Regions from separate parts of the Mus musculus genome. Here regions 2, 3, 4, 5, 6 and 7 are each linked to region 1. A link is a contact called in public ChIA-PET, HiChIP or PLAC-seq and promoter capture Hi-C data. All regions are on one chromosome and are shown on one strand. The core of a region is the stretch at or near the end of the contact, and the rest is flanking DNA. Distances in the headings are between cores, read along the strand shown. Region 1 holds the start of Mllt6 (myeloid/lymphoid or mixed-lineage leukemia; translocated to, 6). Region 2 holds the start of Lrrc3c (leucine rich repeat containing 3C). Region 3 holds the start of Grb7 (growth factor receptor bound protein 7). Region 4 holds the start of D030028A08Rik (RIKEN cDNA D030028A08 gene). Region 5 holds the start of 1700003D09Rik (RIKEN cDNA 1700003D09 gene). Region 6 holds the start of Neurod2 (neurogenic differentiation 2). Region 7 holds the start of Tbx21 (T-box 21).

Region 1 (3,832 bases), core at 954-3,453:
CCCAAAAGCTTTGGGTACATGTTGGACACGGGCTTGACTTAAAACAGGCTTTCTGTTCCGAAGCCACCAATTCTTGGGCACAGGGACCAAGGGGTTGTGACCCTCGTCCAAGGGAACCCCAAACTGGCCACTTTGACAATAAGGGTTTCAGATGCAAATACTCCCCAACATTGTGAAACTGCCACAGAGTTAGTTAGGACAGACATTTCCACGGCTTTCTTGTAGTTTTACTCTTGGTGGTAAAAGTCATTCGTTAGAAACTCCCAAGTAAGGTTCCTCTTCTGAGTATTAACTTTTCGTATGAGCACACTTCACAGAATAAAAAATCGTCATAGCCGAGATCCCGGCCTTCGACCTGTCCTGATTCAGAAGTCGTAAAACAGACTACCGCAAGTTTACTTTTCTAGACACAGTGTCTTCGTTCCCTCAGCCTCCGTGATTCCCAGGGTCCAAACTGAGCAGATTTGAGGGCTCCAGCCCAGAACTCAGCTTCACAGACCTCCCCAAACTCCCGCCTCGCCAGGATTAAGGGAGTAAATCCCTGACGCCACAGACCAGGTCAAGGACAAGTTCTCCCCCTCCTTGCTTCCCCCCTCCTGGGCGGGGACTCATCTCCCCCCCCTTCCGGGATGAAAGGTACTAAAGAAACGCGGAGGCTCTGGCCCCTTGATGTTCCGGTTGAACAGGTGCTAGTGAAAAGGAGGCGGGCCCGGCGGAAGAGTCGGCCAGGGGGGCAGTGCGCCGAAGGGGGAGCGGCCCCCTCCACCCTCAATCCCCCAGCCCGCCATCTCCTCTCCGAGCCCTCTGCCCCTCCCCCCCAGGAAGCGTTCCCGGCCTAGAGGTCTTTGAAGTGTGGATGAAGCCCCCAGGGCTGCCTTCTCCCCTCTGCCACCCAACCTCCCGCTGAGGGGGTATTTGACCTTTGGTCCCTGTGGGGGCGCCGTCTTTCCCCTTGCAAAGAAAAAAGGGGAATCAGATCTCGTCTTTGGGCTTATACCAGTCTGGGGGAAGTCTTGGGTCGCTTTCCATCAAACCCTAGACCCAATTTCGGGGACTTTAATCCTTCGTGGTGCGTTTTTGTACGCTACTGTGATTCTATACCTGCCCAGAAGTCAAGGCGTGATTCTGTTGGCAAGCACTTCCGAGGCAGCTTTACTCACTTTAAAACGCAAGGCACGCCCTGAGGCTAGGGGTGGAGTTACGACTTAGAACAGAGATCTTGAATTAAGGTGGGGTACCTCATTGTACCCCTAAGGTGCCTAGAGACCTTGACATTGAAGACTTCAAAGGGAAGTTCCTGGAGGGCAGGAATACCTCTACTCTGGCGCGCAGCCGACTCTAGCATTCAACAAATTTTTGTGCGGGGCGTGGTGGTGCACGCCTTTACTCTAGCACTTTGGTGGCAGAGGCAGAATTGGGAGTTCAAGGTCATCCTTCACTAAGTGGTGAGTTCGAGGCTAACCGGAGCTACTGGTGATCCTGTCTCAAACTAACAAAAAAGATTTGTAAAGTAAGTAAAAGTTTACACGTGGCATTGTCTACCCTCCAGAGTGACCTCCAGGGACAGCACCCATGAGCTGCCATCCAGAGACACCATTCCCATTCCAAGAACAAGCACGGGTAAATGGTTTAACATCGCTCCAGTTCTTTTTAAGAGCCCTGGTTTTTTTCATCTTCCCTAGATTTCCCTAGGGTTGAAGAACACCCAGAGAAGGGGGATGGGAGACCGGAGACCCAAAGTGTGACACGGAGGGGAGGACTCGGGAACTACCCACCTAGAGTCATAAAGGGAAAAAGAAAAGACGGGGAAAGCTGCACTGAGCGCACGAGCGAAAAGCTCCCTACCAAGCCAGGCTTTGTTCCCTGAACCTAAGACTTTACCCGGCGGCGGGCGGGCCGGGAGCGAGCGAGCGAGCGGAGGCGCGCGGCCATGGCTGCCGCGGCCGGGCAGGGGGGCCGGGGGGGCGGCGCGTGAGCGGGCGGCGCGGGGCGGGCGGGCGCCCGCGATGTGCCACTCGGCGCCTCCCCCGCCGGGCCCTGCTTGCACCGCGGCCGGGCGGCTCTGGTAGCCGGCGAGCGGCGCGGAAGGGGAGCGCGGCGCGCGAGTCTCATTGTTGGGGGGGGGGGGCCCGTCGGGGCATGAGGGCGAGAGCACGGCGGGGGGGGCGGCCAGACAGAGCGAGCGAGGAGGAGGAGGAGGACGCCGAGGAGGAGGAAGGAGGAGGCAAAGAAAAGAAGCGGCGGCGGCGGCGGCGGAGGAGGGGGCGAGGAGGCGCGCGGCCCCCGCTCCCTCCCTCCCCCCCTGACCCCCGACCCCCGCCGGCCGGCCCCCAGCCCCAGCCCCGGAGGGAGCTCATGGGAGTATGAAGGAGATGGTAGGAGGCTGCTGCGTATGTTCGGACGAGAGGGGCTGGGCCGAAAACCCGCTGGTCTACTGCGATGGGCACGCGTGCAGCGTGGCCGTCCACCAAGGTAAGGGGAGGGGGGAGACGGCCGGCGGGGGGGGGGGAGCTGCGGGACCCCGGGGCGGCGCGCGCACGGGGTGCCCTCGGCCGCGCCCTCCGGAGCCCTCCTGGGGCGCCTGCCCCTCCCCCACCCACCTGAAGCGAAAGGCGGCGTGGGCTCCCCCCCATCCCCAGCCTGGTCCTCCAGGACCGGGTCAGGCATTGTTTTCTTGCCTATTGTTCAGTCCCGCGCCCCCCACCCCAAGTTGAAGGAGTTTTGGGGAGAGTCCAGGGCGCAAGGAGTGAACTCCCTGAGCCCCGCACCGCCGGTGTCAGGGCTGTCCCGGGAATGTTTACCTGCGAGGTAACCCCCCCTCCCGCCCGGTTTATTTTGGTTCCCGCTCCGGGAGGAAGAGGTCAAGGGGGGGTCATCCCCCTTCGCTTCCGGATACTGGGAGGAGCGGAATTGGGAAGGGAGGAGAAGGGTCCCACGGGAGAAGGGATCCTGAAACCCTCCGGGGAAGAGCTGAGGCTGGGAGAGCGGTTTTACAGGGGGCCGGAATGGAGGAGAGAGAGGTTTGGAGTTTCCCCCTGCCGCCGCACATGGTTCGGGAGTTAACTCCTTAAGGAATCTTGCCGAGGGCGCAGGCTGGCATCTCCGCCTGTCTGGCACAGGCAACCACCACCACCCCCCTTCCCAAGACAACCCTTAATGCTGTGGCTGCGGGCCTTTCCCGCCACTCTCCTCTGGGTACCTGCCCCGCACCTGCCCTCTGTTTTCACTTTTGACCTGTACGTGTGACAGAGGCAGAAGATGAGGTCCTTGAACCCCCGACTTCCTTGGCTTATCCCTTACTGGCCCTTTAAGAAGCACCCCCCCTCCCCTCATAACAACAAAACGTGTTACAATCATGACTATTTCTTGTTCTGGTGCCTAGGGGACTGGTCAGGGCAGAGGCGGCGGGGGGGGGGGGGGGGGAGGGGGAGGAATTCAGGTCCAGAAAAAAGGGAGAGGGGTGGGATGAGAATGGAGGATCTTTGGAAGTTTAAGGTCAAGGACTCTGTCAGACTTTTTGCCCCTGTTTGAAATGCTTGGTTGTGTGATTGAAGGCTGGCTCTATGCGGTTGGACATTTCTTGTAGTCCTGTTCCATTGAGTGATCCCGGGTCTGGGGAGCAGCCCCACCTACTGGGCTGGCTTTAGTAGGCTGGGTCTCTTCCCTGCCTGCCCCCAGTTACTCTGTGGGGGGGGGAACCATTGGCTGATGGCTTTGCTCAGTGAGTCTCCTTCCCCCACCCTTAGCTTGCTATGGCATCGTCCAGGTGCCAACAGGACCCTGGTTCTGCAGGAAATGTGAATCTCAGGAGCGTGCAGCCAGGGTGGTGAGT
Region 2 (3,832 bases), core at 792-3,291, 930 kb after region 1:
ACCTGGGGCTGGGTTTGCCACTTTGCTATTACAATCTTGAAATTCTTAAGTTTATAAACAAAAGGCCTCACTCACATCTTTTTTTTTTTTTTTTTTCCGAGACAGGGTTTCTCTGTGTAGCCCTGGCTGTCCTGGAACTCACTTTGTAGACCAGGCTGGCTTCGAACTCAGAAATCCGCCTGCCTCTGCCTCCCGAGTGCTGGGATTAAAGGCGTGCACCACCATGCCTGGCTATCTCACTCACATCTTATTTTGCACCAGACTCTACAGTTATGTGTCTGGTCAAACACAAACTCTTACCAAAAAAAAAAAAAACAAAAAAAAAACAAAACAAAACAAAAAAAAAAACCAGCAAAGATTGGGAAGCTAAGAAAGCAAAAGTGTGAGTTCAAGGCCAGCCTGGACTACACAGTATGTGGTCAGCCTGGGCTACATAGTGAGGCACTACATCAACATATACATTAATTAACTAATTAATTAAATTATTATAACAACCCAACAAGGCTCTTAACCTTCCTAATGTTACGACTGTTTAATATAGTTCCTCATGTTGTGATGACCTCCCCAACCATAAAATTAATTTCATTGCTACTTCATGGCTGTAATTTTGCTACTGTTACGTTATAAATAGCAATGTAAATATCTGTTCTCCAGTGGTCTTAGGTGACCCGTGTGAAAGGGTCGATTGACCCGCCCCCACCCCAGGCTGGTGTGACCCCATAGGCTGAGAACAACTGATCTACATCCATACCCATGACTTCGGGTCACCCCTGTCGCTGCAAAACACAGCAGGTGAGTGGAGCAGGAAAACCTGTGTTGGTGTTGCAACCATAAAGTCAAGTCAGACAGTTCTGGAAAATGTAATGAAAACAATAGCTTTTGGACTTCACTGCCACAAGCTCGCTCACGTCCATTCTGCACGGAGCCCCTCCATTCTGCCACTGTTCACTCACAAGGGCTCAGACATAGACACAAAACACTCTCCGGAGTTCAAATCCTTCCTTCCGGCCACCCCCAGGACATCAGGAGAAGGGATGTAGAAGAATGGTGGGACCCCTGCAAACAATCGTTAGGATGAAGGGTCCTTGAATAAGTCATCGCAGTCTCAGGCTTGAAGAAGGATTCAAATTGCCATCCTGGGAGCCCAAGAACATCTGGGTTGGCCTCTAGTTCAGTACTGAAAAGTTGGCAGGAAAACAATTCACCACATCAGACTTAAAGAGCTTTCAACTCCTAGAGCGACCATCTACAACAGCAAACTGAGACTAAACCACAGCGCCTCCTGGTGGTCAGAAGGGTTGGCCCTGTGAAGATTCAGGGGCATCCTCTGAAGATGAGGAAAAGACCGGGTCGGTACCAGGGACCTACAGAGAACAAAAAAAAAAAAAAAAAAAAAAAAAAAAAAAAAAAAAATAGCGGGAGGGGGCTTGTGCTGCAAGTTGCTGAGAGGGAATCGTAGGATTCTGCACCCAGGGCAACCAAACCACCATCCTTTTGGCCAGCCAGGCTCTGGGCAAGAAAAGGAGGTTCTGGGAGGCCATTCTCGCAGCTGATAGGAGATAGCAACTGCTAAGTTATGAGAGGAAAGCCTGGGGCAGGAAATGGAATCCAGACCTGTCTCCCGAACATCAGGGTCTGGGATCTGCTCTCTCTTGGCATTGCCTGGCCAGGCCATGGCTCAGGTATCTGACACCTGGGGCCTAGAGTCATATGCCAGGAAACTCTACACTCTTGGGCCCCAGGTCACAGCTTTCAGCTGCTGAAGCAAACAGGACTTCTGAAGGAAGAAACGGGTCTCCAGAGCCCACTGGCAGGGGGACTACTTCCGGAAAAAAGGCAGGAGCACAGGAGAGGACTCTGCCACCAACCAGGGTGAGAGGCAGGAAGGAGAAGGGAGAGAGGTGGGAAGGTGAGCTAATCCAGGAGCTGAAGCAGGATGGGGTAGATGCTTTCAGAAAAGGGGGAGTTGATGTGCACAGAAGGCGGCGCCAGAGGCACCCGCTACCTACTTGTATATTCTGAACAACCTGGGATCTATCGCTAATATGTCACTCTTGTGACACGAGTGCCAGCCAGGCCGCCTCCCTGGTGTTTACCTGGCCTCCCTTGGCAGTCATACAGGTACTTAGAGGACAAAAATGTTTATTTCAACGAAGGAAATGAAGATTCAAGCAGAAGAAATAGCTTGGACAGGCCCCTTGGGCCCATTTCAGCAGGGCAAAGGGACAGAAGGACCTCACAGATTAATCTAGAATCAATAGAACCCAAACGTTCCAAGTCTAAGGGATTCCTTCCCCCGGGGTCCTGTTGAAGAGAGAGAGACAGAGACAGAGACAGAGACAGAGACAGAGACAGAGACAGAGACAGACAGAGGGACGGTCGGACAGACCAATGGACCTTGGGCTAAGAGAGCCCTGAAAGGACAGGCTTGGGTCCAGAGAGGGTCCACTGAGGGACTCTAGCAGGAGCGAGTTTCAGTGGGACGTAGAATTCTAACTTTGCTCTTCTGTCGTAGGTTCGTCTATTCCCCAGCTTCTCCTCCACTCCAGGATTATGTTTATCTGCGACCATGCCCCTACTAGCTCCTCGCCTCCTGCCCCTCCTGCTGGTGATTGGCACCGGGGGCTCTGTGCCCCGCCCCCTGGCACTGCCCCAGGGCTGCTACGTAGCAGAAGAAGCCGGGGAACAGACATTCCGCTGCAGCCGGGCTGGTCTGAGTGCCGTGCCCAACGGTATCCCCAACGACACCCGAAAGCTTTACCTGGACGCCAACCAGTTGGCATCAGTGCCAGCTGGTGCCTTCCAGCACCTGCCTGCCCTGGAAGAACTAGACCTGTCTCATAACGCTCTTGTTCATCTCTCAGGGGCTGCTTTCCAGGGCCTGGAGGGCACTCTGCGCCACCTCGACCTCTCTGCCAACCAGCTAGCATCTGTGCCTGTGGCAGCCTTCGTGGGGCTGCAGATCCAAGTGAACCTGTCTGCCAACCCATGGCGCTGCGACTGTGCCCTACAGGAAGTGCTCAGGCACGTCAGGTTGGCTCCAGGCTCCGGGACAGGCATTGTGTGTGGTCCAGAAGCCCGACCAGATCTCGTGGGACACGAGTTCCTTCTGCTCACCAGGGAGGAAGAGCTGTGTGGGACAGGACGAGGTGGGACCCGAAGGAGCACGGATGTGGCCCTGTTAGTCACCATGGGGGGCTGGCTGACACTGGTAGTGGCTTATCTGATCCGCTATGTGTGGCAGAACCGAGATGAGACGCGGCGCCCGGTCAAGCGGGCTCCTCCCGCGCAGCCTGTGCGCTCAGAGGACTCCTCTACACTCAGCACAGTGCTCTGAGCTCTTGGCCCTATGCCCCAGCCTTTCACCTACTGCTCTACCACCTCCTCTGCCCCATCTGCCCTCTATCCCAGCTGTTCTCAAGCCGGGGATGGGGTAGGGGCGTGGAATGACCCTTTCACAGGGGTCACATATCAGATCTCCTGCCTATCAGAGACTTACATTACGATTCATAACAGTATCAAAAGTACAGTTATGAAGAAGCAGCTTGCTCTCTCTCTCTCTCTCTCTCTCTCTCTCTCTCTCTCTCTCTTGGTTGTTCTTTGGAGCACTTTGGTGCCTGGATTTGGGGGCCTGGATTTCTTGGGATTATTCTAGACTCAAAAAATTCCAGAGTTCCTGAATCCATGGGATGGAGGTGGGGGTGGCAGAATGAACAGCCATTTGGGTGTGCAGCAACTCAGAGGGAGAAGCTATAGGAGCCTGTGCCTGGCTACAGGGGACCACAGAAGCCACACCATACAGATGTGGGTAATGACCAAAGGATGGATGGCT
Region 3 (3,832 bases), core at 336-2,835, 780 kb after region 1:
CAGGAAGGGAGGGAGGGAAGGGGGAGAGAGAGAGAGAGAGAGAGAGAGAGAGAGAGAGAATATCACTCATTCAGCTGGAGTCTGGCTTTCCTCCAGCTCAGCCTTCTACATAGTGATCTTTTTTCAGAGTGCAGCCCTGCACTCCTGGCAGGGTCTGGCTTCTGCCCACTCCTCCTGCCAGTCTGGACAAACAGGATGGATGGCTCTCAAACCTGGTTTGCAAAACAGCCACCTGAGGGCTTGTCAATATCTCACATTCCTGGGGCTCTGCCTCCTCAGTGCTTTGAGACTCTGGTAGCTGAGGAGGGGCCCACGGGTCTGCTCTTTCCAGAGCAGCTTAAGAGACTGTGTTCCCCCCTTTTAAGAGCTGCAGTGTTTTCCCTCCACCCCTCCCGTACCTGCAAGACCTGCCCAGACTACCTGATGGCCTCCGTTCCTGTCCACCCCCACTCTCTTCTGCATTCCCTCCCAGCAGCTGCTTCTCCACACTGGGGGTCCACCATGGCAGGTTAACCCCTCTGGTTCCCACTCACTGCCAGGTCCTCCCTGGCTTTGTTTTCATGGCCTTCCCTGCCTCCTGTGAGTCACTCACCTGGCAAACTTGTCACCTGTCATTTCTTATTTGTGTGACTCTTAAAGGTCAGTCTCCCCGACTGGGTTGCAGCCAGCAAAGGGCGGGTCTGTTTTTGTTGTTTTGCTCTGTATACCCAGCGCCAAGCACAGGTCTGCTAGGTTGGAAATGAGGAAATTGTCTCCTGCAATTTGTTCAAATTGCTTCCTGGCCCAAGCAACCTGCCCCTTCCTCACCTTTTTGCTTTGCTCTATTCATACTAGTCTGTCTGATGTCTGTCTGTCTGTCGTCACTCTGTTTTTGAAACAGGGCTTCTCTGTACAGTCCTCACTGTCCATGTAGACCATGCTGGCCTCGAACTCACAGAGATCCACCTGCCCCTGCCCCTAGAGAGCTGGGATTAAAAGGCACACACTTCCACGGTGGCTTTCCACATTAGTTTTTCAAGCGGAAAAGCTAAGGGAGGCTGTGCTTCCTCAGGGCAGACCCCTTATCGCCCCAGTGGCTTGTTTGTTTTCTTAACTCTTAGCCATAGGAAGCTGGGAGGTGGCCCGCTGCCTTTGATCTGGGGACTCTCAACCCCTCTTCCTGATCCTCCAATGTTTGCTGTGAGCTGAACCAGAAAGCTGGAGTAACTGCTGTAATAGAAGCCATCTGCATCAGGCCACAACGGTCACCAGAACTGTGGCCCCTCCCACTAGGCCACCTTGCCACTCTTAAACTTGAAACTAGGAAGGTGAGACCCTGGACTTGCCTCGGAAGAGAGGGTGCACCTTGGGTATTTTAGCAGGGCCAGGACAACAGCCTGGGCGGCTGGACTGTGGTTGGAGGTCAAAGGGCAGAGCACCTCTTCTGGCTTCCCTTTTAAGCCCAGTGCCCTTTGCCCTAGGGGGTGAGATCCGAGCTGAAGACGGCCCCCTAGCTTGACCAATGAACTGACCATCATTGGAATGGGACGAGTAGGAGTGGGCGGGACCATTCGCGTTTAACAAACAGCCTCCAAACTCCCCTTCCCATGTAGTCAGGATTCTAGATTTTTCTCTGTCCAGCCTGTTCTCTCCGGGGCACCTGCTCTCTCTCTCTCTCTCCCTCTCTCCTAGCACCTGCTGCTCAGTAGGAAGGGCAAGAGCAATTCGAGGCGGTGCATTGTGAGGAGTCTCCACCCCTCCTCCTGCGCTTCCTTCTCCAGGGAGCCTCTCAGGCTCCGCCCTTACCTGCCCGAGATAATTTTAGTTTCCCTGGGCCTGGAATCTGGATACGCAGGGCTCGCTCTATATTCTCCCGCCTCAACATTCCAAAGGCGGGATAGCCTTTCTACCATCTGTAGAGAAGAGAGAAAGGATTCGAAATCAAATCTAAGTGTCTGGGATCTCTAGACAGAGCCAGACTTTGGGCCGGGTGTCCGGCTCCTTCTGTTGGAGGTGCTCCAGGTAAGCCGACCGAGATCGGTCTTAGATAATCTGCTCCTACCCCCAGCCTCACCGAGGGCCCCAGGTTGTGCCTGCATCGAGCGGATCTGGCCTGCTGCCCAGTTAGATGGCCGGGAGGCTGCCACGCTCTCCCCCCTGACCGCCCTCTCTCGGCGAGGTCAGGCCAGAGGCGGGGGGTGGGGGTGGGGGTGGGGGAGAAGGGGGGTGGGTGATAGTTAAGGCCTGGAATCTTCCTCCCTAAACCGGTGGCCTCAGGCAGGTGAGCTATGGTCTGGGTAAAGGCGGAAGCGGGAACTTCATCTTGGGGGATGGGATGGGATGGGATGGGATGCAAGTTAGGTCTGGGTCCCTAAGGAAAGAGTCACACTCCTGATGCTCTCTGCGCTGCATTGTTTGTTTTGTTTGTTGCTTGGCATCACCAATCCTTCCCCTTCCTCATCTTGCTCCCTGAGACCCGAGGTAAGGTCTCTCCATCACCTGAAATCTTGACTTTCCGGCTAAAACTAGTTCTTACCCAACACCAGTTAGTAGGGGGTGCTAGATCCGGAGGTTGCCCTTCAATACCTTATTGAGCTCAGTTTACTACAATCTGGGGTTCCCATTCGGAGGGGAGTAAGGGAGAGCGACTCCCGCAATGGTTGGAACTGCATCTCTCCACGTTGTGGTCCCATCTCCGATACGGAAGCTCAGCAGGCTGCGGATCCCTCCTGGCTGCAAATGAGTGTGGACAAAGAAAGCTAGAGGGGTGGGTGTAGTGTGAAGGTCTGCAGTTCGGGGCCTGGAAAACAGTGTATGGCCGGGTATGTGGGCCTGCCTGAGGCTGAAGTTGGGGGAAAGACCTAGTTAGGTCTGGGTTTTCATGGTAGGATGGAGACAGAGTGCATCTGAGGGACAGCTGATAGTATTTTCAACCTTTTCTCCCTCTTTTCCCCCCAAGAATGCAATGCCTTCTGGGTCATGAGTCTGTCTAGCTTGGACTCTGCTCTCCCCCAATAGCGCGTGCTAATGTGTGTGTGTGTGTGTGTGTGTGTGTGTGTGTTTGTGTTCTCCCCGAAGGCAAACTAATGATTAACTCTACAGAGAACTCTAGCATTCTTCCCAAATTAAACATTAAAAGAGTTGTCCCGCCCGCTTTATTTCATTGGATGTTCCCACCCCCCCCCCAACCCCGGCGGAATGGGTGGAGCATCAACTTTGGGTCAACTCAGGGTTTCCTACCTCCCCACCTGCTCCCGGTACCCGGAAAGGTTAAGCCCCCCCCCCCCCCCACTTCCCTCCCCAAGTCCTGATGGGTGTTAGCTTCCTGTGCTGGTCCAGAGCCGGATCTCAGGCTGCCCAGGCCAGCAGCTCAGTGTCTGCCCCACGAACCCTTCGCCTCATCTTGGGAAGAGGAGATGGTGGCCTTGTTTGCAGTTGGCCCCAAACATTAGGCCTTGCCACTCGCCCCTGGGGCTTTCTAGGTGGGGCAAGATTCAGGAAGTAAACAAGGCAGCAGGGAGGGTAGGAGAGAGGGTGGGGCAGGAGCTGCTGGGGCTGGAGAGCCAGAGTTTGGAGTGGCCTAGCTGAGAGGACAAATTGGTTGGGGGACCAGTTTCTCCAACGGAACCTTTGCTTAGGCCCTAGTTTGAATGTTTTCCATCTTTTGGGCAGGCCCCACAGCAGGCTCCCCTGCCTCATCTCAAATTTTAGTTACTCTACCGTCCCCTAGAGCTGTCCATCTTAAGGGTGTGGTGGAGGGATCTGGAAGCTAACCCTAGTTTAGCCTGCACCTGAGCTTCTAACATCAGACTGTAATCTGACTTCAATCTACTTCCTCCCGTTTCAAACACCT
Region 4 (3,832 bases), core at 354-2,853, 720 kb before region 1:
AGAGGTTGATGTCAGCGAATGAACAATGTTTACTCTGTGCCTGGCAATGGGCTGAGATGTTTTTCAAATGTAAATGCATTTAGCCATCATAATGATGACCATGAGAGAAAGAAAAAAACACCAACCAAACAAAACACTACTCAGGAAGTAGGTTCTATGTCCATTTACAGATGGTGAAACAGGCATAAAACGGCCCAGTAAGTCCCTGAGTCTCCTAAGGAGGAAGGGATGAACCAGGGCTGGAGTGTGCTGAAGTTCCTGTGGGTCACCTCATTCTTTTTCATGAAGTAGTTCTAAGGTTTCACAAGAGCCTACATCTCAGTCAAGCACTCCTGCAGATGTTCACGGATAAGCACACTTGGCCACTGTAGCTCTGGATCCCAATCCCAGAACTGATCTCTTGGTCCCTGACCTGAGTGGGGAGAAGATCATGATGAGGGAGGTTAAAACGAAGAGCTTCCAGGTTAGCCTTGAACTCACTGTGTAGCCGGACCCTGAACTCTGGATCCACTGTGCCTAGTTCATTTGGTGCCAAAGGTGGAACCCAGAACCCTCATACACACCAGGCAAGACTCCACAACACTCAGCTACAAGCCCAGCTTCCGCTCCTTTATAAATTTATATCACGTTTATGACTGTTTTAAGCATTTTACAAATGCCTAAATATAGACTGGTAAAGACATCTACCACGAAACCTGACAACCTGAGTTCATTCCTGGTGACCTACGACATGGTGGGAAAAAAAAAAAAACAAAAACAAAAACCAAAAAACTCCTGAAAGTTGTCGCCTGTCATACATGTATAAACACATGTACACTCTAAATGTATAAAAATGTAAAAAATGAGAAAACCCCCAAACCCACAGCATCCTTGTGAAGTAGGTATCACCACTTTACAGGTGGATAAACTGAGGCCCAAAGAGCATAAATTGTCCACAGCGAGACAGTCAGAAAAGGGCTGGGTTCCAACACAGGTGGGTTCTGATGTCAAGGGGTCTATGAGTACACGTTAATCCACGGTTCCCCTGAGGCCCTCCCCAGTAGCTGTCTCTGAAACCCTCTTCTCCCATCAGGGTGACCCCTAAATCCCGTTGCCTTGTAAGTGGCCCCTGAAAGCACAAGGCGCTCCTCCAACCCTTTGCTAATTTAGGGACACCCCCTTTCCGTGTCCCGGCGGCAGCGGCAGCACCTCTCGATCCCCGCGGTAACTCTTGCGCATTGGTCCCAGGTCCATGACTGCACCCCGACAGCACAGGTGACGGAGGTAGCCCGTCCACTTCGCAGGTCTCCTGAACGTCACAGTGACGCTCAGCAGCCCGCACGTCATGTAAGCAGTCGGCCACGTGACCCAGCGTCGCCTGGCCCTGGGTTCGGAACCAATTGCTCAGCCTGTGTGTCTAGCCTGGGAAGGAAGAATTTACTAGAGCCCCAGACAAGCTAGTAAGTCCTAAGTTCTCGGAACCAAGGTGCCTAGGATCAACCAATAGCTGTCCAGGACCAGAGCAGGGATCCATACCTGGAGAGCTTATTGGTTTGAGTTACCTGGAGCGAGACCAATTAGAGCGGGAATGAAGGAACCCAGCAGCCAATGGGCAGCGCCTCCAGGGGCGGGAGCAGAGAGACAAGGAAATGCTGTCACCGCCGTTTAAGAAGCACGTGGAGGTTTGTTAAAGGTATAGGGACAGCAGCCAAGGCGAGGGCGGGGCGAAGTCTCGGGGCTGGAGAGGAGAGGTCCGCAGTAAGTGGCCGGCCAGTGGCGGGCTACTGAAGAAGAACGTAGGGCAGGGATCCCCTCCTGGCGCAGCGGAGGTTGGAAGACTGGGCAAGAAAACATGGTTTGGGGGCCGGACTCGGAAGCAAAGGTGTTAGGGACACAGGGAGAGACTGAGGGAGAAGATTGTGGCTTGAGAGTAAGGAGAGACTGAAACTGCCTTGTAAACCGCAGGGCAGGTGCTGAGGGTCGTGGTGGTGGGCTGATACTCTGGGGACTGGGGAAGCACTCTGGGGTCAGGAAGGAGACTCTGAGGCGAGAAGGGAGTCAGCTGAATAGAAAGAAGACAGAAATTGGAATCAGGCTACCCCAGAGCAGAATGGTCTTCCCTTCTAACTTGTAACCCTTTCCTAAGGGTTGGGCTGGGCTCAGGGCATCCTATACCCAATGCAGTGGAGTTACTACTAGCCACTGCTCTAACAGATGGAAGGGCTGTCCCTTTCCTAAACCTCTTTCAACTTGGTTATTTCCTCCTTTTCATATTTCTTCTTGTTGTTGTTGCTGTTTTTATTTCTTTGTTGTTCCTTTCTAGGTAGTGGGAGGCATAGTTTTTGGCAATAGCCAGCCAAGGATACAGGGAACAGGTGCGGCGCCTGCACGCTGACTTCACGTGGTGGATGTCTGGCTGAGAGAGAAGTAGGAAATCCTCACAACGCTTCTTCCAGCTTTGATCTGCCTGGGGCAGCCCGTGGTGGAAGATGACTCTGTAGCCCTGGTGTCTACCAGTATCCGGAGTGGGAGCCCCAAGAGCCATGTAGACAGGCACCCAGCACTGTGCCAGGTAAGAGACCTTCTTGGCCTGCCTTGGTGTCTGCAGTGGGAACTCATTATCCTCTGTCTACAGCTTGAGCCAGCGCAATCTGCTGCACAGAAGCAAGAGGAAGGAAGCTTGCTGAGAAAAGTGGTGCATGCCTGCCGGTTGTCTCAGCACTTAGACTAAGGCCAGCCTTGGCTACATAGTAAACGTGAGGCTAGCCTAGAATTTTTGGTGCATTGTCGTTTTCTCCCATGAGCAGGATGGGGAGAGTCGTCTGGCTCTTGCAGTGGACTGTAGTAGTTAGTCATCAGCATCCCTTATAAGGTCCACTCTCTTTTTCTATTCCCGGGGCTGCTCTTTCTTTGGAGCAAGAGCTTCCTAGGTACTGAGACTTCCAAGACAGGATCATGAGCTGGGTGTGGCGCCACACAGCTGGGACTCCAGCCCTTGGGAGGCAGAGGGAAAGGATCATGGGATTAATACCAGCTGCACAGCCTTAAAAAGGAAAAACAAACAAACAAACAAAAAAACGAAAAACCAACCAACCAACCAAAACAAAACAAAACAAAAAAACCTCCAAAACCAAAAAACAAAACCACACAACAACCATGAGATGTGTATTTATATAGCCTATCCATTCAATAAACATTTACCAGAGACTGCCTTTAGGCTAGGCATTGAGCCAGGTCTTACAGTACCAAAGTGAAGGCCATAGCATGATTCCTGGCCACACTGGCAGGTCTGTGAGCCAGAGAGAGTCGCAGGTGGTTAGCATGGTCCTGTTAGGCAAAGGAAAACTGAACCGAAGGGGGCCAATCAGTGCAGAAAGGCTTCCTTGTGGGAGCCGACTGGAGATGGTCGGTCTTAAACATTTTTTTATCTTATATAAATGAGTACACTGTCGCTGTCTTCAGACACAGCAGAAGAGGGTATTGGATCCCTGTTACAAACGGTTGTGAGCCACCATGTGGTTGCTGGGAATTGAACTCAGGACCTCTGGAAGAGCAGGCAGTGCTCTTAACCCCTGAGCCATCTCTCCAGCCCTTGAAGATTGTCTTAAAGGGTATTTGCCAGATGGGCAGTGGAACAGGTGTTTAGGAAGAGGGAAGGTGGCCAGTAACAGCTGATGCATCTGGGCCCTTGGAGCGGTGAGATGCTGCTGAAGCCAAGTAGCTAGAAATCGATGAGATGCTCAAACAGCAACCTGATGCACCTGCCCCACCCCTGAAGGTAGTGAGGGCCCATCTTTTAGACACAGTGTTTCCAATTCTTTATATTGTGACATTGTGTAGCTACAAATCTACA
Region 5 (3,832 bases), core at 353-2,852, 690 kb after region 1:
GAACTAAGTTACAATCACGGGGACAGAAGTCCAGGCCAGTGTTCTGCCCGTTATGCAGCAATGGATGTCTCAGAAGCTCAACCTCAAGCCATCAGAGAGCACCAGAGGGGCACTCAGCCTATGTATGTATGCCCTCTCTTTCAGTGGGGCAGAAGCCTACTTGTGGCCGGGGTCTGGAGGGGCCCTGGGAGCGCCCACCTCCTCTGGATGAGCCCCAGAGAGATGGAAACTCTGAGGACCAAGTGGAAGGCAGAGCAACACTAAGTGGTGAGCTTTGGAGTGTGGGCTGGGGAGGTGGGTGGGAACCTCATGGGCCAAGCCTGGCCTTGAGTCCTCTTTATTTGTCTTTCAGAGCCTGGAGAGGAACCTCAGCATCCCAGCCCCCCCTGAGCCTGGCACATAAGCTCAGAGCCCTGTATCTCCCAGGAGGAAGTGTTCCCCAGAAACCCACTCTGTCCCCACCCTCCTTTGTACCCTGTCTTTCACCTGCTAGGGCTGCGGCTTCTGACTTTTAGAAGACTAAGGCTGGTCTCTGTTTGCTTTGGCTGAAGCCCAGAGTCCCCAATGCCTTTCCCTGCCAGTCATTCTTCTATTTACCCGGTGGGAGTAGGGAGGTGAGAGAGCCCACACTGGAAACCCCAGAAGGCCATAAACAACCATTTATTCTCCACAAGTCCCCTCCCTCTCCAGATTCTCTCCCCTGGGCACAGGAGACCCACAGGGCAGGTCCTAAGATCTGGGGAAAGGAGGTACTGAGAGCCTACAGGTGCCCTGAGATCTCCTCCTTCCCCTACCAGTGGTGGGCGTTGAGTCCCCAACCCTCTCATAGACTTCAACCAGGGCTCAGGTCTCACGCATTCTTTGCAGAGCCTCAACATGTCCCTCCCTTAGTATCCCATTCCTGCTGGGTGCCTGCAAGATGGACTGGCAGAGGCTGCTTGCTGCGTTTTGTTTGTGCTTTGGTGCCAGGAATGCACTTACTATCTGTCCTTAGGGGGCCACACAGTGGGGGGAGCCTGGTTCTCCTTGTCCTCCAGCAACTTGGTTCCCTTCCCCTTCTTCCCTTACTCTAGGCCTGAACCCCTCCTACGCTGTAATAAATCTTTGTAAATAATTGTCCTGAGACTCCTCTTTCAGGGGAGGGAGGAGAGACCGGGAAGTAATGGTATGTTCTGACAGGAAAAATGGTGGTTATCTTAGGGTCAGGATCTTGCCTCTCGTGTCCAGCCCTTCCCAGGAAGGAGCCTTTCCTGCAGGCTATACGCATGGCAGACATACTAGCTCCTGAGGGAGATGGCTAAAAGCCAGGGGAGAACAAAGGTCCTTTAAATATGTGTGATGGATGTGGTGCTGCGCGTCAGTAATCTCAGAACTTGGAAGGCTGAGTTCGTGGCCAACCTGAGAACGTCTCAAAAACGAAAAATGGATTTCTCCAAGGGACTTGTGCTCACAAATCGGCCCTCACACAGTTCCCCTTCACTCCACAGTGTCAGGCCTGTATGATCTAATAACCAAGACACCCTGGGGTTTTATCCCTTGCTCCTGCACGGTCTTACACAGTTTAACTTCGGTTGTGGCTCCGCTTCCGGACCTCGTCTCCGAGAGAGGGGCGGACCGGGGCGGAGCTTCAGGGTCACACGAATCCCGATTGGCTTTGGGGGCGGGCTCGGGGGGGCGGGTTGGCTTTGGGGGCGGGCTCGGGGGGGACGGGCTCAGCGGCGGAAGTAGCGCCGCCGGGAGCTCTCCTTCCGCTCTGAGGAGTTGCCAGGCCGTGGAGCGGGACTGCGGCTGAGGCAGGAAGAGTGGGGGCCGTGGTGACATGAAGCAGGTGGGTTGTGCGGCGGTCGCAGGCACCGGGCGGTGGTACAAGAGCTGTCTCTACCCGACGGATCCCGCTTTCCTGCCCGGTGTCCGTCTTTGGTTCGGTCCGACCCAGCCCACACCCCTCGCGCTCCGGGTTCCGCCCCCTTCCTCTCCACTCGCTGCTGCGCGCGCAGGGCTGGGGAGGGGGTGTCTTGGTCTTTACCCGAGAGGGTCCGGAGGACGTCTGCGGCCGCTTTCCTAAGCCTTCTTTATAGTAAGAGGAGAGGCAAGGAGTCGGTATCTAAGTATTATGGGGGACAGAATTGGGTGTGGGAAGGGGCCAGACTCAGGGAAAAACATACTAATCGGCTGCCTCTCTGCCACCCGCTGTTTCCCACAACTTCCGTTGGAAACATCCACGCATAGCTTCCCAACGATATCAGAAAGAAGGCTCTTTAAACTCTTCTCAGAAGTGCTTGCTACTGTTGGCTTTCATTCCTGACATACTTCCACCCTTTGACTCCCCAATATTTCCTGATTTTTCCTCTTACCTCTCTGACAAGAGGGCAGAAGAATCTCTTTACGTTCACGCTGGCCCAACCCGCCTCACTGTGCATTGATCCTGGATGGCCTCATCCACTGTTGTCGCATCAAGTTCACGTTCACTGAATATTCAGATGGACGATAGCAGCACATCCCCTTCCTGGGCTCCAAATTAGCTGCCTGTCAATTATGCCTATGGGATACCTTCACTTTGGGATGATCTCACAGGTTTCAAACGTGAGCTGATCTTTTCTCTGTAAATTTATCCTTCCACTCTTGTCTTATCCAGGAGAAAAACTCCGGAATTGCCTTAACATCTTTTAACCCTGTTTGCTCAGAGGTGCCAGTATAGCTAACTCCCTGAACCTTCTCTGTCACTACCCTTGTTGACGTGTCTCTGGACATTTCCAGCAGCTTGTGGTCCTAATTGCTTGCAGGCAAGTCTTCAGAATCTAGCTCTTGCAGACTTTTATATCACGAGTCTGGTTATGTCACTTGCTTGCTTCCCATTGCCTGTGGGGAAACGACTGTGTGCTTGTTTACTGTAAGATGTGCCTGGCTCACATAGGGTTCTTCGTGTATATAGCAGCACCTCTTTCCTCTCTGATCTGCTGGGCCTCCTCCTGATGTATCCTTCAGGAGTCCTGCTCAGAGAGCACCATCTCCACACTGCCCACCTCCATCTCAAAGGCTGGCCGCCCTGCCCATCTGTGTCCTCTGAACACTCTTAGTGTCATAGCTGACATATAGACCCATGCACCAGCCTGCTTGAGTTTTGATATTGTTTTGAGACCTTGATGAAGTCAGTATCTTCCTTTCCTCTTTTGGAAGATGGAGATAGTAATGTGCCTACCTTGTATAGATGTGAGAATGAATGAAGTACTGTGTAGTGTATGCATCAAGGGACCAGGCCTATGAGTGCCTAATGAACACACGTTAGTTAGCATGTCCTGTGTAAGAGCACTCTGGCTTGCTGGTTATGAGTTAATTTCATCGGCTGCGTGAGAATGCTTGGTGTGGCTCGCTTCTCATTCTGTCCCTGGGTCCTAAGGTGAAATCCTGGACTCACCGGGAACAGGATCTGGACCTACTGAGTGGAATGCTATTCAGGAGTGGAAAAGATCCAGCCTTTGTGGTTTTGTTTCCAGCACTGCCGGGAAAACAAACAAACAAACCAAACCAAACCAAAAACCATCTTGGCACACTGGTGGCACACACTTTTAATCTCAGCACCTGGGAGGCAGAGGTAGGTGGGTCTAACCTGGTCTACAGAGTTCTAGGATGGCCAGAGCTACACAGAGAAACCCTGTCTTGGGAAACAAACAAACAAACAAACAAACAAGGCAATGGGAGTGATTGGGTGGGGTTGGGGTTAGCCCAGTAGTAGTAGAACATTAGTTCTTGACCATGAACAGTCCTTCAGTCCTTTGCTGTTCTTTTGCAATCATGAGTGCCCATCTCCCTTCCCTCCACCTGAGTGATTCTC
Region 6 (3,832 bases), core at 732-3,231, 670 kb after region 1:
CGCCGTCCGCGCCCTGCTCCGTGAGGAAGTTACGAGAGTTTAGCTGCAGGCAGCCGGCCACCAGATTCGTGGTGGGCTGTGACAGCCCCTTGCACAGAGTCTGCACGTAGGACACCAGATCCGGCCGCTTCCCGGAGCGCAAGATCTCCGAGAGAGCCCAGATGTAGTTCTTGGCCAGGCGCAGGGTCTCGATCTTGGACAGCTTCTGCGTCTTGGAGTAGCAGGGCACCACCTTGCGCAGGTTGTCCAGAGCCGCGTTCAGGTCGTGCATGCGGTTGCGCTCCCGCGCGTTGGCCTTCTGTCGCCGCAGCTTGGAGCGCTCCAGACGCGCCTTGGTCATCTTGCGTTTCTTCGGCCCGCGCTTCTTGGGCCGCTCGCCTTCCGCCTCGTCCAGTCCTTCCTCCTCCTCCTCTTCCTCCTCCTCCTCGCCGCCCAGCTCTCCTTCCTCCTTGACCTCAGCCAACGTGGGTTCAGGGATCTCTTCTCCTCCACGAAGAGACACTGGCTTGGCGGCCCGGGCGGGTCCTGGAGCCCCCGACCCGGGAGCAGGAGGAGGCTGCGGCGGCGCGTCGCCCTTGTCGCTCCTCGGCTCGTCGTCGTCGCCGTCGCCCCAGCTGGCGAACTTGGGCACGTCCGAGAGGAGGCCGGGCTCGCTGAACAGGCGGGTCAGCATGGTGCCTGAGGGCGCCCCGGGGGCGGGGAGACAGACAGCACAGAGTGAGGGGCGCGCCGGGGTCACCACGACCCCCCAACCCGCCTCCACCCCCCAAGTCTCCGTGAGCGCCCCAGCTCAGGGGCCCCCGATGCCCACTACGTCCTGCTGCCCCGCCCAGAGCCGGCCCAGCCCTGCCCGGCTGCCAGTGGGGGACCGCGGCCCAGGCCCTTGCCCGAGATCCGGGCTCCTGCTCCGCCCCTGGCCCGGAAGGAAGCTGCTCTCGGCCGGTGTCGGGGTCCCAGAGAGCTTGACCAGGTGGGGGGTTAAGGGACCAGGTCCATCTTCCCGGGGAGGCGGTGCTCTCGCCCGAAAGCCAGCTCTCTCCCGGTGACGGAGAGAAGCTGGGCGGCCGCCGTGGGGACGCTGCCCCGGTTCCTCCTCTCCACGGTCCGGCCCCTCGGCCTGGCTCCCCAAGCCCTCCGGTGCCTCTCACCCCCAAGCTCCCTAATCCAATTTGCAAGTTGGCCGCGCGCCGCCCCCGGCCGGGCCCCCACCCCCGCAGCCCCAATTCTAGACACCGGAGCACCGTCTCCTCTCTAGCTGCTGCTTACGGGTCTCCCGGAGCGGGCTCCGGGTGCGGGGACTGAAGAAGCCGGGCGTGGGGAGGAGACCCAAAAGCGAACCCTGTTCGTCTCCCTTGCGGTCAGGGACCCTCTTCCCCTCTTCAAACTCCCTCCCTCCCACACGTCTCTACAGATCTCGTTGTATTTTGAGATCCTTGGGGAAAAATCCAAATTTATTTGTTTGCTTATCTTTTTTGGTGGTGGGAAAAGGTCACAGGTTCCTTCGGGACAGTCATGGGGGGGGTCCCATCTTCGCTTCTTCGAGTGCCTCATGACCCTTCCCCCTCAGCCCATCCTAGGCATACCATCTCCTTCCGCAGCCCCTTAAGCTGCGGCCCCAATGGGAGAGAGAACACGGGGCGCCCCCGCTGCCCATCCCGTAAGGGGGTAGGGTCCCAGGAATAGGAGAACTGGGGGGGACTTCCATGTCCGAAGCAGCGCCCCCCCACCACTAATAGCAGGTCAGATCTAGCTCCCTCTCGGACAACTTACCTCAGAGAGGAGTCAAGGGGAGAGGGGAGGGGAGGGGGGAGGGGGCAAGAGAGAGAGGGGGGAGAAGAGGAATCTTCTCGCTTATTTCATTGTTCCCCCATCTTCAGGGAGCGGGGGCAGCGGTTCCTCAAGGCGGCGGGCGCCGGCGTCTTCAGAGCGCCATGCGAGCCGCGGAGCGAGTGTGGCATCTCTACCAGGCGGGGTACCAGCCTCTATGCCAGGCCATATGGGCTTGGCACGTCACGGGCAGCAGCTATCACATGAGAGACGGTGATTGGCATGCGTCTGCATTGGGGGAGAGCCGGCTCCCCCGGGACCCGCCGCCATCTGTCACTCTCTACTCCAAAAAAAAAAAAAAAAATTAAATAAATAAAGGAAATAAATAAATATCTCTGCCGCCCTCCCCTCCCCGCCCAACGCAGGAAAAGCAGAGATTGAGAGGGAGGTGGGAGGATTTGCCCCCCTCAGATATAGAACCCCCCACATGGGAACAATGGGGTGGCAAGTCTGGGAATTGGCGGTTTGTGGTTGCCAGGCCAATTCAGGGCTCTCTCCAGGGTCTTGATCTGTCCATTTCCCTGTCTCCAGGTCCCTAAGGTGGGTCAGGACCAGACCCTGGGGTGTGGAGAAGGGACCTCGGTGCTTACTGCCGCTCCCCAAGAGAATCCCCTCCACCACAAAGGGACAGCTGAGGCTCCTTCCAGGGTGGGTGTGGGGGGCATCCCTGGCCCAAGCCCCATAGGTAGATGCTGGCACCATGCCATTCCTCATCCCTGTCTGCCCCTCCCCCACCCACCCTCACGCACACACAACATATGTGGCTGAACAAAATTCAAACCAAGGGAAAGACAGAGAAAGGGAAAGATTTGCCTCCCTGGGTGTCTGTGCCTCTGCATGGGCGTGTTGTGCGTGCGCACGCGAGTGCTCATGTGTGTGTGTGTGTGTGTGTGTGTGTGTGTGTCTGTGGGGACATGTGTGTCTATCTGTGTAGTCATCACACAGGAGATCTTTCCTTGGGTGTCAAGGGCAAATGTATGGTGGGGTGGGGTGGGGAGGGATTTGGAGATGAGCTATGTGTCCCTATCTGGGTTAAGGTGGGCACAGATCTGGATTCCTAACCCAGAAGCCCTCTTCCTCCTCTTCCTCCTCCTTCTTGAGTCACTGAGGCCTTACCACCCCTGATCCTTGCCAGGTAGGCCATCCACCAATGCCTCTCTTTTGGCCTTCTGATTTGGTTAGCTGAAGGAAAGGGTATGACTGGTTGCAGGCCGCTTAGAGTTTTTAGACAGGACCCAGCACTCTTCCTCTCTGCAGAAAATACAAAAGCCACAGAGGCTGACCCCATCAGTCACAGGAGAGGCCAGAGAGGAGAAGACCAGACAGGTGTCTTGCTGAGGGAGGTAGGAAATGGATGCTTTATTTTACAGTTCCCCTTGCAAGGTTCCTATCCTGCCAGACACAGATGCAAATGGTACAGGTTAAAGGGAGGAGCTTCCGACACACCCACCTTCCCACCAGTTCCTCACTCTGTGGTGGAGAAAATGGAAACACACCCCTGTTCAGAGTTAACCTGTGTGAGAGACAAGTACTTGCAGTCAGGGGTAGAGACCCTTGACCACACTGGACTCAGGCAGGTGCTGTCTTCAGGCCCAAATTTCTTGTCTCTCCCTTGACCTACCTGTGCACACCCAACAACCTTGGCTCACATATTCAGATGCCAGCCAGCCACATAGCAAGCACAGAACCACACAGACAAAAGGAAGACCGCACCACATCCCTTAGTCCAAGTGGATGCCCTCTGGTCTTACCTGGAGAACCCTTCTCAAGGGAGTCTTGGGCTGATAAGACAAGAATTCGACGTTCAGAATGAACAAGGTGCTCCACAGAGACACATGCTGGCTTGAAAGGCCTTGAGAAAGTCGGTATGAAGCTTGGACACTTGGAGGTCAGGGGCTGAAAGAAGGTCCAAAGGCCAGGCACTTCCTCTTCCTTCCACAGAGGCAGTGCAGGGAAATGGATATAGCTAGGTACCCAGGGGGAGGAGGAGGGGAGCAAGCTGAGA
Region 7 (3,832 bases), core at 745-3,244, 550 kb before region 1:
CCGCGAGGAAGAACTCAGCAGCCTGAAACCAGCTGTAGTTAGCAGCTATCTGCCCTCTCCCCACATCATCCGAAGGGAATATACTCTAGCAGTGCCTCCTGGGATCCGGCAAGGGTTTCTGTCCCCCTCCCAGAAACCCCACCCTTGCAATCTCTCAATTACATTTTGAGTCTCCATCCTAATACCGCACATCCTAACTCACTAATGGCAAAGTTCTGGCTGGTCCTCACTGGGAAAGGTAGCTGCCTCTTCCCATAAGACACAAGAGGGTCCACTCGAGGTGTTGCATACTATAAATGACCCCTCAGAAACTGCAAGTTTCTCTTTCTTCAGCAAAGAGACTCGATCCGGAAGCAGCAGGCTGAGCCACAAACCATACCACTAATGCAACAGGCTTAGGGGACCCCCTCCATCTTCCCCCAGGCTGGACTGATGAATAGCTGGGTGAGAAAGTGGACATATTTTTAGGGACTAGCCTCAAAGAGCACAGTGCAAGACTGGACACCAGCTGCAACTGGTCTTGAACTTGGCACGTTCAGGCCCTCGGCATTTATTTGTGCCTTTATAAGTTTTGCTGCTTCCCACCTCTCTACACAACACACACACACACACACACACACACACACACACACACACTCCTCTCTCTCTCTCTCTCTCTCTCCCTCTCTAGACATATGATCTCAAAGTAAGACCGGAAAAGAAACTTGGCGACCGCTTCTCCATGTCACCAAATCCCAGTCTGCTCCCCCCCTCCCCCATACACCAAAGCTACCCTAAGCACAGCAGTAGCAAAGGAACAGGCACACTGAGATCTCAAAAAATATTCTGCCCCCAACACTTCAATTTCCCGAATACCTAAGGACCGAAAGGCGGTCAGTCAGGTCTATAACACACACTCCTCGCTGCCCACTGAGATCCCAGACTGAGGCAAGGAGCAAATTAACCCCCTCCAGTCCCCCACCCCCCACCCCCCACCGGCCAACTCTCGGTGAAGCGAGAGTCATCCTTTCCTCTGCACCAAAGTAACTTCTAATTGCGCCCACAGCATCATCCTTTTTGAGCCCTCTGATACCCTCAGCACCCGCGGCTCTCCGGAGCTTGCGGTGCCCTCCCCGCAACCCTGCTCCCCCGTCTCCTAAAACTGAAGCTCAGTCTACGAACACAAAGACTCAGCAACCTGCAGCTTCAAATTTTGATTTCAAAAAAAAAAAAAAAAAAAAAGAGGAAAGTCGTTGTTCCGGCGGGCCACCGAGGCCAGACTCCCGCCGGCTCCGCCCTGCGAGCTCGCTGCGCTCGGCGCGCACCTCACTCACCGTCCTTGCTTAGTGATGATCATCTCTGTCTGGTGCTGGTTGAACTTGGACCACAACAGGTGGTTGCTGAGCGCGACTCTCAGCTTCCCAGACACCTCCAACCCCGCGGGCAATGCGTAGTCCTCGCGCGGCCCTGGGTAGAGCCCCGCGCGCGGGTCAGGGGCAGGGTAGCCATCCACGGGCGGGTAGCCCTCCGCACCCGCGGGCGGCGGGAAGAACTCGCCAGGCCCGGGAAAGCCAGCCACCTGAGCCCGGGGCGGGTAGGCGAAGGATCCAAGGAAGCGACCCGGCGCGGCAGGCACCAGGGCGCCCCCAGAGTAGGGCGTCCCCAGGCTGCTACCTGCGCGGCGATCGGTCGGGTCCTGTGCGCCCGGCTCGGGATAGAAGAAACGATGCTGTTGGTCCGCTCCGGGCCCCCGGCCCTCGTCACTCGGCATCGGCTCGGTGCCGGTCAGCATGTCTCCGCAGCCCGGCTCCACGATGCCCATCCGAGGCGGGCTGGGCGCCTTCCAGCAGCCGTCGAAGAGACCCGAGGGTCCTTAGGGCTGGGGCGACGGGGGCGGCGTCCGAAGACCAATGAAACTTCACTGGAGCGGGAGCTGGGACGCTTGGCTCCTGAGCGCGCGTTGGATAGGCGCGCAGCTGCTCCTGGGCTTTCTCTGCAGCCCGCGCTGTCACTAGCGGCGCGGCGGCCTTTGCTGTGGCTTTATGAAGCTCCTTGGGTCCCCTCACCCCGCCACCTTGGCCCCGCCCCGCCCCGCCCCCTCGTGGCTAATACAGCGCGAATTCGCTTTTGGTGAGGACTGAAGCCCCGACCCCCACTCCTAAGTGTAAGTCTCTTGTCGCCCCAATCTGGGAAAGAGTCAACCTGCCACCTGAAACTCTGAAACTTCGAGGAGAGAAACGGTTTCTCTCCCCCAGGAAGTTCCGCCAGTCCTGGAAGGCACAGCAAAGGCCCTTTCCCCAGATGGGACCATCTGAGCATTCTCACGCCTCTGGCAGGCTCAGAGCTACTTAGACTATCCATAGTCAACAGATATTTGTTGCTGCCTCCTGTATGCCCAGGCTTTGTGACTTTACACAAAGTGTTTGCTCGCTGTCTCTTGTCCGCCGCCCCCACCCCCCATCGCTAGCCTCCCACCCCACCCCCCAGGCCCGAGGATGATGCTTGTCCCTCTAGCCCAGGAGGAAACTTGGAAGCTGTCTCCCAAGAAGATTGCACCCAAAGCAGCCCACGGTGGGCTGGGCTGGCTGAAATGCTCCCACAAAAGCTCGTTCACGTGGCAGCGTAACAGCTAGCGAAAGACACGGGAAGTAGCGCTTGGCTGTCAGTGTTCAGAGTCCCAGGGCTGACTCTGACTGTGACTCGGGTGTGTAGGACCTGGGTAAGTCACTTCCTTTGCCTGAAAGTCCCTCAGGCCTGATGGGGTAGGCTGGGGAAATAAATATTCGTATTGGGGGTAGGGGCTGTGTACCTTATACCAACCGGTGTCTGTGTGCCTCTGTTTCCATTCTATTATAGAAAAAAACAAAGGTATGTAGTCCAAGCTGGCTGACAGGGAGCCCAGCACCTGCTCTGATGGAGACAGACAGTCCTTCCTCCGCTGTTCTATTCCAATAACTACGGTAAGTCCTGCATTTTGAGAAGAATCTCACCTCCTAACTGAAAATGAATCCATTGGGAGTTTTCTTTTGAAATAAAAAGCATCCCCGGGGTCTGGGATATAGTTCAACTGATGGAGTGCCTGCTTAGCATACACCCACGCTTCTGGTTCCACCCCCAGCTTTGTATAGATGGGGCATGGTGGCACATGCCTGTCATCCCAGCACTTGAGAGGGTTGGTAGAGGATCAGAAGTTTAAGGTCATCTTCAGCTACAATTTGGGCCAGCCTGGGTTACAGGGGATCTTATCTCAAAAGTAAGTAAATAAGAAGTAAAGTATCGTTTAAGAGTTACTTGGGCTGGAGAGATGGCTCAGCGGTTAAGAGCATTGACTGCTCTTCCGAAGGTCCTGAGTTCAAATCCCAGCAACCACATGGTAGCTCACAACCATCGGTAATGAGATCTGGCACCCTCTTCTGGAGTGTCTGAAGACAGCTACAGTGTACTTACATATAATAAATAAATTAATTTTAAAAAAAGACTGGTGATTTTATATCATCCTGGGCATATCACATCCATAAAGTAGGAATTGGGGCTCTGCACCAGGCGCTTTTTCTTGTGTTTCCTCTTCTCCTCTTCTGGAGAGTGATGAAGGAGACCCTTGCGAGTGAGGCATAATCTCAGAGGGAGGGCGTCACCGCCAGGAAGCAAGTTACTTGTTATTGTGTGTGGACATCTGTGCCATGGTGCATGTTTAGAGTTCAGAGTCCAGCTGTGTGGGGTCAGTCCTTTCTTTCCATCCTTATGTGGGTTCTGAGTCTGGAACTCAGGTCATCAGGCTTGGACAACAAGTGCCTTTAACTGCTGAGCCATCTTGCTGGCCTCAGGACTAAAATCATCCTCTGTACAGAAAATC

Evidence for each region. Promoter capture Hi-C pulls out the DNA fragments that hold promoters and counts their contacts. ChIA-PET counts read pairs in DNA pulled down with a chosen protein or histone mark. HiChIP or PLAC-seq counts read pairs in DNA pulled down with a chosen protein or histone mark.
Region 2: a contact with region 1 is called in a promoter capture Hi-C map of pre-B cells, with 2.2 times the contacts expected there. The contact joins the promoter of Lrrc3c here to the promoter of Mllt6 in region 1. A contact is called at or near these places in 2 of 39 promoter capture datasets (liver and pre-B cells) and 1 of 115 datasets of contacts at active chromatin or transcription factors (pancreatic cancer cells).
Region 3: a FOXA1 HiChIP or PLAC-seq map of pancreatic cancer cells shows a contact between it and region 1. The contact joins the promoter of Grb7 here to the promoter of Mllt6 in region 1. A contact is called at or near these places in 2 of 39 promoter capture datasets (cranial neural crest and neutrophils) and 2 of 115 datasets of contacts at active chromatin or transcription factors (memory CD8 T cells and pancreatic cancer cells).
Region 4: a promoter capture Hi-C map of the 3T3-L1 cell line shows a contact between it and region 1, with 3 times the contacts expected there. The contact joins the promoter of D030028A08Rik here to the promoter of Mllt6 in region 1.
Region 5: a FOXA1 HiChIP or PLAC-seq map of pancreatic cancer cells shows a contact between it and region 1. The contact joins the promoter of 1700003D09Rik here to the promoter of Mllt6 in region 1.
Region 6: a promoter capture Hi-C map of hematopoietic stem and progenitor cells shows a contact between it and region 1, with 2.3 times the contacts expected there. The contact joins the promoter of Neurod2 here to the promoter of Mllt6 in region 1. A contact is called at or near these places in 2 of 39 promoter capture datasets (hematopoietic stem and progenitor cells and pre-B cells), 1 of 115 datasets of contacts at active chromatin or transcription factors (pancreatic cancer cells) and 1 of 9 other capture datasets (adipose tissue).
Region 7: an RNA polymerase II ChIA-PET map of memory CD8 T cells shows a contact between it and region 1, with 8 read pairs. The contact joins the promoter of Tbx21 here to the promoter of Mllt6 in region 1. A contact is called at or near these places in 2 of 115 datasets of contacts at active chromatin or transcription factors (bone marrow-derived macrophages and memory CD8 T cells).

Annotation. Positions count from the first base shown.
Region 1 is chr11:97,661,209-97,665,040 of GRCm38.p6, forward strand. Mllt6 (myeloid/lymphoid or mixed-lineage leukemia; translocated to, 6) reads left to right here and starts at 2,204. Exons shown (of 20, transcript NM_139311.2): 1 at 2,204-2,472; 2 at 3,747-3,826. The coding sequence starts at 2,364.
Region 2 is chr11:98,596,250-98,600,081 of GRCm38.p6, forward strand. Lrrc3c (leucine rich repeat containing 3C) reads left to right here and starts at 2,042. Exons shown (of 2, transcript NM_001195544.1): 1 at 2,042-2,121; 2 at 2,516-3,337. The coding sequence starts at 2,570. The coding sequence ends at 3,337.
Region 3 is chr11:98,445,249-98,449,080 of GRCm38.p6, forward strand. Grb7 (growth factor receptor bound protein 7) reads left to right here and starts at 1,586. Exons shown (of 15, transcript NM_010346.2): 1 at 1,586-2,001. It also overlaps a transcript of Mien1 not described here.
Region 4 is chr11:96,942,543-96,946,374 of GRCm38.p6, forward strand. It overlaps D030028A08Rik (RIKEN cDNA D030028A08 gene), which reads left to right and starts at 1,604. Exons shown (of 6, transcript NR_003293.3): 1 at 1,604-1,672; 2 at 2,303-2,551. Pnpo (pyridoxine 5'-phosphate oxidase) reads right to left here and starts at 1,477. Exons shown (of 7, transcript NM_134021.2): 1 at 1,189-1,477. The coding sequence starts at 1,326.
Region 5 is chr11:98,356,681-98,360,512 of GRCm38.p6, forward strand. 1700003D09Rik (RIKEN cDNA 1700003D09 gene) reads right to left here and starts at 1,603. Exons shown (of 3, transcript NR_045477.1): 1 at 1,557-1,603. It overlaps Ppp1r1b (protein phosphatase 1, regulatory inhibitor subunit 1B), which reads left to right. Exons shown (of 7, transcript NM_144828.2): 6 at 145-267; 7 at 353-1,116. The coding sequence ends at 390. It overlaps Stard3 (START domain containing 3), which reads left to right and starts at 1,688. Exons shown (of 15, transcript NM_021547.3): 1 at 1,688-1,828.
Region 6 is chr11:98,327,664-98,331,495 of GRCm38.p6, forward strand. It overlaps Neurod2 (neurogenic differentiation 2), which reads right to left and starts at 1,982. Exons shown (of 2, transcript NM_010895.3): 1 at 1,771-1,982; 2 at 1-678. The coding sequence starts at 673.
Region 7 is chr11:97,113,337-97,117,168 of GRCm38.p6, forward strand. Tbx21 (T-box 21) reads right to left here and starts at 1,995. Exons shown (of 6, transcript NM_019507.2): 1 at 1,314-1,995. The coding sequence starts at 1,801.